Linked DNA regions of Mus musculus: region 1 is linked to region 2. Evidence: chromatin contacts called from public HiChIP or PLAC-seq data. All regions are on one chromosome and are shown on one strand. Each heading gives the region's core, a stretch centred on a gene start, on an enhancer-like site or on the middle of the called end of the contact. The rest is flanking DNA. Distances are from core to core; before and after follow the strand shown.

Region 1 (4,977 bases), core at 1,742-4,241, 42 kb before region 2:
ACATTAAACTCATGACAGGTGCCCTCTTGTCCTTCTGCTCTTCTGGAAGTGGCTCTCATAAGAAGCCTCTGTGCCATCATTTGCTTCAAGTCCCCTACAATTCTCAGGATAGTATCAGTTTCATGGGAAGAACTGACAAATATTCTGTTTCCAGAAGAGATCATGTACACAGATGCCAGTTTTTTTTTGGAAGATCTGTTAATCAAAATTCAATTATTAGCCAAGAGGTAATGGCACAGACTTTTAATTCCAGCACCTAGGAGGCAGAGGCAGGCAGACACCTGGGAGTTCAAGACCAGCCTGGTGTACAGAACAAATTCTAGGATAGCGAGGGCTGCACGGAGAAACACTGTCTTGAAAAACCATCACCACCACCACCACCACCACCAAAACCTAGATTTAATTCTCTTAGTTATAAAGACCACTCAAATTATCTATTTCACACTAGATGTGCTGGAGTTTTTGTGTTTTGTTTTTATGAACCTGATACCAAGCTAGAGTCATCTCGGAAGATGGAACCTCATCTGAGACAATGCCTCCGCCTACCTTACTGGCTTGAAAGCAAGCCTGTGAGACTCATTCTCAGTCGATGACTGATGTGGGAGGGCCTGCCCACTGTGGGTGGGGCCACCCTTGGGCTTGTATAAGAAAACAGGTTGAGCAAGCCAATAAGCTGCATTCTTCCATGGTCTCTGCTTAAGTTCCTTCCTCTGCGTCCCTCAGTGACAGGCTGTGATGGGGACTTCAAAGCCAAATAAACCCTATCCCCCTCAAGTTACTTGGGTCATGGTCTTTATCACTGTAATAGACATGCAGGGCACCAGCTAAAAGTGCTTGGTTTCTGCTTTTAAAACGTGCCCTTGGCCAACCATAGTAGTTTACACTTTTAATCCCAGGCAGAGGCAGGCAGATCTCAGAGTTCAAGTCCAGCCTGGTCCACATGATGAGTTCCAGGAGAGCCAGGGCTATGTAGAGAGACTCTGCCTCAAAACAAACAAACAATAAAGTATCCTATTTTATCCTACTCTAAATTTTTTAGTAGTGTAATCTTTTGTAGTAATCTTTAGGGCTTATTTCATTGGGGGTGGGGTGAGATGTTGTGGATAGCCCTGGGGCTAATTATATTTGATGTTAATTCCGTTCTCCTGTGAGTGGTTGTGAACAAGGAGTGAGTCAGCACTCAGGTGATTTCCTGTAAACTTGATTCACACTTCAATTTGTAAAATAAAGCAGAGCTGATGATTGGGTAGATAGAAGGGAAGGTAGAGCAGAAAGTGGGGAGAGACGAAGGAGAAAACGGAAGAGGGAGAGGATGCAGAGGAGGAGGAAGACAAAGAAAAGCAGAGCAGAAGCACATGGCCTGAAGGAACCACAAGTTCTAAGGGGTCTCATAGATGTGGAAGATGGTAGTGTAGTGGTAGAGCTGCCCAATCTAGGTGCACAGCATGAAATCATATTAACTGTATTGTGTTTTCATTGCCGGAGCATATTTGGGATTGAGATTTACCACAACAGGGGTGGGGCTTGTACACTGGACATTTCTGTTCTACCTCTGACCTATATTTCACAGCTTGTATTACATGTTTGATATGTGGGCAGTGTACAACTATATCCCTGCATTATTTTTCATATCTATTTCTTTGTGATTTATCCATCTTACTACTTACCCCTGCATTGCAATGATCTTTTTTATAGAAAGATCTGTTTCATTATGTTTGCCTTTATTGTGGTTTTCTCAATGATTTTCACTGTTTATTGCTTTTTTTTCTTTGGCCTTTTCTAGGTTAGGTGAGAATTTTCCATTTTTGCAGTACTGAAAAACAAACCCAGGATCTTACACTTGCTATGCAAGTCCTGTTCCATTGAGTGTTACCCCAGACGCTTCTTAGTCTGCTGTTCTCACTGCCAAGGATAGAAGTAGGACCTTCTATATACAGCCCACGTGGCTTCCACTGACATCACAGGGCATGGGGTAGCCTGGTTGCTGCTGGGCATAGGCAAAGCCCTACTCTGACACCATCCCAGTGGGCAAAAAGTGTCTCATTATGTGGGTGGGTAACGTGGAAGCCTGGGCTGCCTGTGTGGTCTCTGCTGCTGGTAGGGATGGAATTCTCAGGTCCCAGTATGGCCTGTTTCACAGCATCCTGAGTGGTTTTATATTCACACTGTACACTCAGCACTTGCTTCACAGCCCAGGAAGGGTAGACGACGTCCAGGCTCCCATTCAGCCTTTTCTAACAGTGGTAGAATGGGGGCCACAGCTTCTCTGTGGTATTTGGCTACAGTTAGAGCCATTTTTTCAACTGAAAGTTGTTCTGTTCTTGCTTAGCTGCCCCCTTTTCAGGGCCTTGGCTGGTGAGGGAAGGCTTTGTTGGAGCCTTTCTCTCTTCTTAGCCTGTTGGCATTTCGAAGCTGCTGACTTATTCCCTTCCAAACCCAAGATATATTAGGCAAAGAAAAACCAAAACCCACTGGGAACTCGCTACCATACTGTTCCTTGGGTCACCATGTCCCTAGGTGATCTGTCTTCTCTTCATGGCCAGAATGTTTGATGTTGCTGGTTCTGTTGTTGGTTTTTGCCATGCTAGGGGCCAAATCCAGGGCCTCAAGCTCAGCTCCTGCCTCATTATGGTTGTCTCTGTATAACATTCTTAGGTCTTAGTTGTACTTAGTAGGGGAAATAGCTTGAAGTTATTGATCATCTAGCTATTTATTCTGTGTGCAAGTGTGCATGTGCACATGGATGTCAGAATTACTTCTCTTCCCACTTCATTTTGGAGGCACAGTCTCTTATTTGGACTGCGGTAGTGTGTGTACGCTTCTAGCTGACTCTCCTGTCTCTTCCTCCAACTCCAAGAGAAGTTCTAAGGTGTGAGTTTTTTTTTTTTTTTTAAATGGGTTCCATACTTTGATCTCAGGCCAACTCATCAGGCCTGCAGGGCCAGTATGTTCATCCACTGAGTCATCTCACCAGCCCAGCCTCTCTATTTCCTGTCTTCCATCCTTAACATATGGCTTTCATGACACACTTCAGAGAGAGATACATCATACCCATACAGTAAGGTGACAATACCTAAATATAAACACCCTTTCCCACCAGCCTGAACTGTCTCAGTGCCACAGTTTGTTGCAAGGAAGGCTAAAGAGGGCAATGTTTACTCTGAGTGGCCATGTTGTTCTGTTGCTGAAGTAGAAGAGGGCAGTAAAAGATGGTAGACAATCCCGTGTTGGAGAACATACATATGTGCTGACCCTGGGTTCAAACCCTACAGCGGGGAGAAGGAGAATCAGTATGAGGGGCCACCAGAGCTCTAGATTCACCTTCATGGCACCAGAGCTCTAGATTTAACTTCACAGCACCAGAGCTTTAGATTCACCTTCACGGCACCAGAGCTCTAGATTCACCTTCATGGCACCAGAGCTCTAGATTCACCTTCATGGCACCAGAGCTCTAGATTCACCTTCATGGCACCAGAGCTCTAGATTTAACTTCACAGCACCAGAGCTCTAGATTCACCTTCACAGCACCAGAGCTCTAGATTCACCTTCATGACACCAGAGCTCTAGATTTAACTTCACAGCACCAGAGCTCTAGATTCACCTTCATGACACCAGAGCTCTAGATTCAACTTCACAGCACCAGAGCTCTAGATTCACCTTCACGGCACCAGAGCTCTAGATTCAACTTCACGGCACCAGAGCTCTAGATTCACCTTCACGGCACCAGAGCTCTAGATTCACCTTCACGGCACCAGAGCTCTAGATTCACCTTCACGGCACCAGAGCTCTAGATTCACCTTCACGGCACCAGAGCTCTAGATTCACCTTCACGGCACCAGAGCTCTAGATTCACCTTCACGGCACCAGAGCTCTAGATTCACCTTCACGGCACCAGAGCTCTAGATTCACCTTCACGGCACCAGAGCTCTAGATTCACCTTCACGGCACCAGAGCTCTAGATTCACCTTCTCAGCACCATCAGTAAACTGAGGGGCTTCCCACTGAGGAGCAGTATCTGTTTCAAGAGGAGGGGACAAACCAGTGATGGTGGCACACACCTGTAATCCCAATTTGGGAGGCTTAGGCATGAGGATTGTTCAGGGCCAGCCTCAGTTACATAGCAGTATAGAAGCTGATGTTAACCTGCAGGCAGGCTGGCAATCCTCTAGAGACTCCAGGTAAGTGTGAGTGGGACCAGGAGCACCAGAGACTCATGTTCAGCTCAATTCAGATTCCAAAGTGATTAACTCTCCCACAGAGTGTGTGGGGACACACAGCACATATAGCATGGCAAAGAGACTGCAAGTCCAAACAAACAGCATACCCTTGGCAGGGAAAATGGAATGTTAAAGCAAAGTCCATCAACTTTGCCAAGGCACCCGGTTAAGACTCAAAAACCAATTCCCCTAAAGCTAGCAGATATTCCAGTGGCCAATACACCAAAATTCTCTTAATATCCTCTCAGAAGACAGATAACCTGAGGATACTCATTTGAAAAACTTTAGCTGTAATGTACAATGTAACAACCCCCATAAACACCAACACATTAAAAGTTTATCATTTCACCTATCTATTTGCTATGACACAGGGGACTAATGACTTAACTGTGAAATTAACCCAAATCAAAACCCATCTGGTGAGGAGCTGGGAAGAGACCTAGGCTGGTAGAGAACTTGCTTACAATGCACAAAACCCTCCGTTCCATTGCTAGTGATGTATAAGGCACGACTATTGATGCACTGTAATAATCCCAGTGTTAGAATTTTAGAGGAGGTGGGAGGGTCAGAAGTTCAAGGTCATCCTCAGCTACATATATAATACACTGTAGCTAGCCTGGGCTACGTGAGACTATCTCAAGACCAAAACCAAAACTGAACAGCTATGTTGTTCATGGCAGGCTCTGTTGGGAGGACTGTCATATACTTAAGATCAGCTTATTTGTTCCCTCCCTTCCTCCCTCCCTCCCTCCCTCCCTCC
Region 2 (4,356 bases), core at 1,641-4,140:
ATCTCTCTGCCAACTTCACTAGTCCAAAACTCTTCAATTTAGCTTCAGGAAGATTTTATGGACTAGAGCATAACATTCTTCACCAAAATATCACAATTATGATCTATAGGCCACATGCTAATAGTATTCCTCTCTAAAACTTCTTGATCTGGGCCCCCACAGTTCAAGTCATCCTCAGCACTGCCTTTCATGTTGCTACTAGAGTGGCCCATTATGCCCTGTTAAAACATCCAACCATTTTTCTAGTCCGAAGTTCCAAAGTCCACATTCTACCAACAAGCAGCATGGTCAGGCAATACCCCATTGCTGGTACCAACTTCTGTCATTGTCTCTGTTCTTCTTCTGTGAAGAGACACCATGACCAAGGCCACTCTTATAAAAGACAGCATTTGGTCAGAAGATTGCTTACAGTTTCAGAGGTTTAGACCATTATCATCATGGCAGAGAACATGGAAGCACAAATATAGACATGGTGCTGTAGAAGTAGCCAAGAGTTCAATATTCTGATCTTCAGGAACATGAGGGTGGGGAGGAAGAGGAAGAGGAGAGGTGAGGCAAAGGAGAAGGATTAGGAAGAGAAGGAGAAGAGGAGGAAGAGGAAAAAGAGGAAGAGGAGGAGAAAGAAGAGGAAGAGGACAAAGGGTGGGGTACCCCCCCCCCCCGAAAAAGGGTTTCTCTGGATAGCTCTGTCTGTCCTTTAACTCACTCTGTAGACCATGCTGGCCTCAAACTCAGAAATTCACCTGCCTCTGCTTCCCAAGTGCTGGGATTAAAGTGTGTGCCACCACTGCCTGGCCGGGGTGGGGCATTTTTATTCAAACCACCACACTGCCACCCCCCAACCTTATTTCTTCATGTAATATATGATTACTACTACATGCTTTGAGTGAGGAGAGAGTCTGAACTTTAGGTACAAAAAACTAGGAGTGGATAAATGAGGCTGGACACATAATGGAAAGGAAGGTGGAGAAGGGAGGTTTGGAAGAAAAAAACATGGCAAAGCGGAGGGGCCCGGTGTGAGCCCTGGTCAAGAGCATCTGAAGCCGACATGCTCAGAGCATCCTTGAGGCTCTCTCTGCCTATGACTTTTCTTAGTTCTCTTGGCTGGAACCATTCCCTCTTTTAACTGCACTCTCGTTGCGTTTATCATGCCTATCTTTTTGGATTGGTTTTACATACTTCTAAATTATTAACTACTAGATGGGAGCTATTATATTGTGAACGGACTCAGAGTCACAACTGCTTTTTGTCTGAGCCTCAGCACTAAGGTGTTTGGGCTCTGGAATCCTTATGCAACAAGGACTTTTTTCCACCTCTCCTAGACAGGGTTTCTCTGTGTGTATTCCTAGCTTTCCTGAACTCACTGTGTAGACCAGGCTGGCTTGGAACAGAAAGATCTCTGCCTACCTCCCTGGAGCATTGAGATTAAAGGTGTGGATCACCACTGCCGGGCTAGCCAGGACATCCTTTGCCTTAGAGTGAGGTGTACTGTACTTGGAGCCATTGGCAGTATAAAGCAGTGCACACAATATGTTAAAAATCTTTCATTATGTGTATGAACTGCTGTGTGCCTGACACATCTTTTTGCTTGACATACAGTATTTAGACCCAGTGTATAACAAAATGCTGTAACTGGGTAAATAATTAAGGCCACTTGGTTAAGTAGCAGAATCAGGACTGAAATTCTACTTTGTCTGACTCTAGAACCAGCAGTGTCCATCACACGGACTTGAGGGGAAAAAAAAATCAAAGTAGCAATTACAGGATGGTTGGTAGTCATGGGATGCAGCGCTTTCAGTGGCTTAACTCACTATTAATTGACTGACACAAGGTCTTACTGTGTAGTTCTAACTGGCCTGGAACTCTTAGATCAGGCTGGCCCACAACTTAAGATGTCTGTCTGCCTCTGTCTTCTGAGTGCTGGGACAAAGGTGTGCATCATTGACCAGCCTTGAACACTTTGTAGTTTATCTAGGTGAAAACTGGAGCTGATGGCCAACTAAAAATTATTCCTTATCTGTCTCATGGTGTACCCAGTAAATCTTGATATCTAATTTTTCATGTATTCTCAAAAGAACTTCCTAAACTAAAGAAGAGAAGAAAACTGCTCTGCTGTGCAATCATTAATGTTGTATACCCGATTTAACGAACGACTGTTACAGACTGGAGAAGAGGCTTCATGCTTTCAGCGGAATTCGATATTTCGAAAGGATCACAGAAAACTTTAAGAGGGAAACTGTACCGGTTCGGGAGTGAGGGTACGCGGAGGAGGAAGAATTTCATAAGTTGTAGTTCTGATACCCCAGGTCACAAGAAATCTCCCTACAACAGATGCATATCATCTTTCATTAAAGTATACACACACACAACCACCCCCATATAAAAACCACACGAATAACTAAAAAGTGGAAATTTCCACGTTGCACGATGGTAGTGCTGATGAAAGCTGCTACACAGTCACTTCCAAGATCCTACTATCAGGTTTTGATAAGGCTCTTACGTAACTGCCTGCCGTAGGAAGCGGAGCATCTCTGGTTCCTCGGGGTACATTTCTCTTAAGTATAAATGCGGCTGGAGGACGAGAAACAACAACAAGCCATTCGCATATGCACAACCATTAGGGATCCGGGAGGAAAAGAAACCCGGCGCGCGTGCCCTTTCGCCCGGCTTCCCGAGCACGTGCTCTCTGGAACACGCCGCCCCGCCCCGGGGGGCCGGGCTCGCGGCCCAGCGCGCCAATAGGCGAGCACCTTACAGCACCGTGGCCCGACAACGTTAAGCGGCCCAATCGCTGGGGCCCGGCCGCCCGTTTCCCGGAGCCCCGCCCCGCGCGCAGAGCCCCGCCCCCGCGGCCCCGCCCTCCGCCCCTCCCCCGCCGATCGGCGCCCAGGCTGCGAGACGGAGAAACTGGGGCAGAAGTGAAGATGGCGGCGGCGGCGCTGGCGGCGGCGGTTCGTCGCCAGTGACGCGCGCTGCGGGCTGCTGTCCCTCCCCGCTCCCCGCGTCCGCCGCGTCCGCCCCGGCACCTCTCCACCCGCCGCTCGCCGCGCTCCGGGCTGCCCTCGTCCGTGCGCGCCGTGGCCGGCCGAGCGGGCGGCGCGTTGATCCGCCCTCCCGCCCGCCGCGCCGGGCCGCCGGGCCGCGGACACACGCTCGGCGGGGAGGCGGCGGTCCCTGCGCGCTCGCGGCCCTCCGTTTGGGGACCGGGAGGAGGAGGCGGTGGCGGCGGCCGTGGGATCCGGGGACGGGAAGGGGATCGGGGGGCCGGACGACAGCGGGAGCGGCTCGTTCCCGGGAGCGGGGCGCGCAGGCGGTACCATGACGTCCATCCATTTCGTGGTCCACCCGCTGCCGGGCACCGAGGACCAGCTCAATGACAGGTAATGGGGCGGGGGAGGGGCACCTCCCTCCTTTTTCCCCTCCCCCACGGCCGCGCCGGGGGCCCTACCGCCCCCTGTAGGCCCGGTGTGGGCCAAACTTGGGAGCCTCGGGCCGCGGGGCGGGGGCCGGCGCGGTGTGGACGCGGCTGCGGTGTAGACGGCCCGGCGCGCTGCCCCCTCCCCCTCCCGCGAGGAGCCTCGTTGAACTCGGCGGAGCCGGGGGCTCCCGGCCCAGGCCCGAGGAATCCATATTAGTCAAAGTTGAATTGAGACAGACAATGCGGATGGGGGATGGTGGAGGTGGAAAAGAGAGGGAAGAGGAGCGGCGGGTTCGGGGGCTCCCGCGAGTCGTGTCCCGGGGGCTGGGTTTCCCCGGGGAGGCGGGGTGGGGGTGGGGGAGAGATTCCCGGCAGACCGCGGGTTGGGAGGGGGAGGAGGGAGGGAGCGCCATGATTATTGTTATTATTATTAGATTTGAGCCCCTGCAGTGAGGTTGACTGCCCCGGGAGGGGAATGAAGTCAGGCGGGGGTTGGGGAAGTGGATTGGATTCCCTTTGCTCTCCTTCCTTCGCCTTGGTACTGCCAAACTGCTCCTGGGCCCCTGCGGTGAGAGCCTTTTTGTTTCCTTTTTTATTCTAATGATAGTGTTTTCTGGAGTTGTAATTTGACAGCTGAAAACCGTGAGTGGAGTGTCAAAGGAAAATTCTTCGGTTTGCAGTTCGCAGTGCTGCTTAACGCGCTGTGAATTTCTGGGTTGGGTTTGTTACGGGCAGAGGAGGAATTTTGATTTAAAATATTTGAAAAATCTCTTAAGGCTGTTTTGATTTGGATTTTTTTCCCCTTCGCTCTGCCACTGTGTCTTACCACTTTAGGATATTGAATTGAGTTGCAGGGCCACATGCTCACTGGGACCTAAGATAAAGCAGGAAAAAAAGTCCCTGTACTGTTGCAAAACAGACTCGGAGGTTGAGGGAGG

Evidence for each region. HiChIP or PLAC-seq counts read pairs in DNA pulled down with a chosen protein or histone mark.
Region 1: a BATF HiChIP or PLAC-seq map of CD8 T cells shows a contact between it and region 2, with 24 read pairs. The contact joins the enhancer-like site here to the promoter of Ubr5 in region 2. A contact is called at or near these places in 1 of 39 promoter capture datasets (liver), 1 of 15 datasets of contacts at CTCF or cohesin (the NIH/3T3 cell line), 6 of 484 Hi-C or Micro-C datasets (B cells, CD8 T cells, Sertoli cells and 2 more), 10 of 115 datasets of contacts at active chromatin or transcription factors (CD8 T cells, the SCID.adh cell line, astrocytes and 4 more) and 3 of 9 other capture datasets (adipose tissue, liver and pancreatic islet).

Annotation. Positions count from the first base shown.
Region 1 is chr15:38,118,520-38,123,496 of GRCm38.p6, reverse strand. No RefSeq gene overlaps it. Among named protein-coding and RNA genes, the nearest start is that of Gm35081, 23 kb to the left of the region's middle. Within about 2 kb of position 2,991, at least 20 of the 459 cell types and tissues checked have an H3K27ac peak or open chromatin away from gene starts, as enhancers often do. A contact at or near this core is called in CD8 T cells, Th1 cells and astrocytes, where this site is marked.
Region 2 is chr15:38,077,388-38,081,743 of GRCm38.p6, reverse strand. Ubr5 (ubiquitin protein ligase E3 component n-recognin 5) reads left to right here and starts at 2,890. Exons shown (of 59, transcript NM_001112721.2): 1 at 2,890-3,380. The coding sequence starts at 3,319.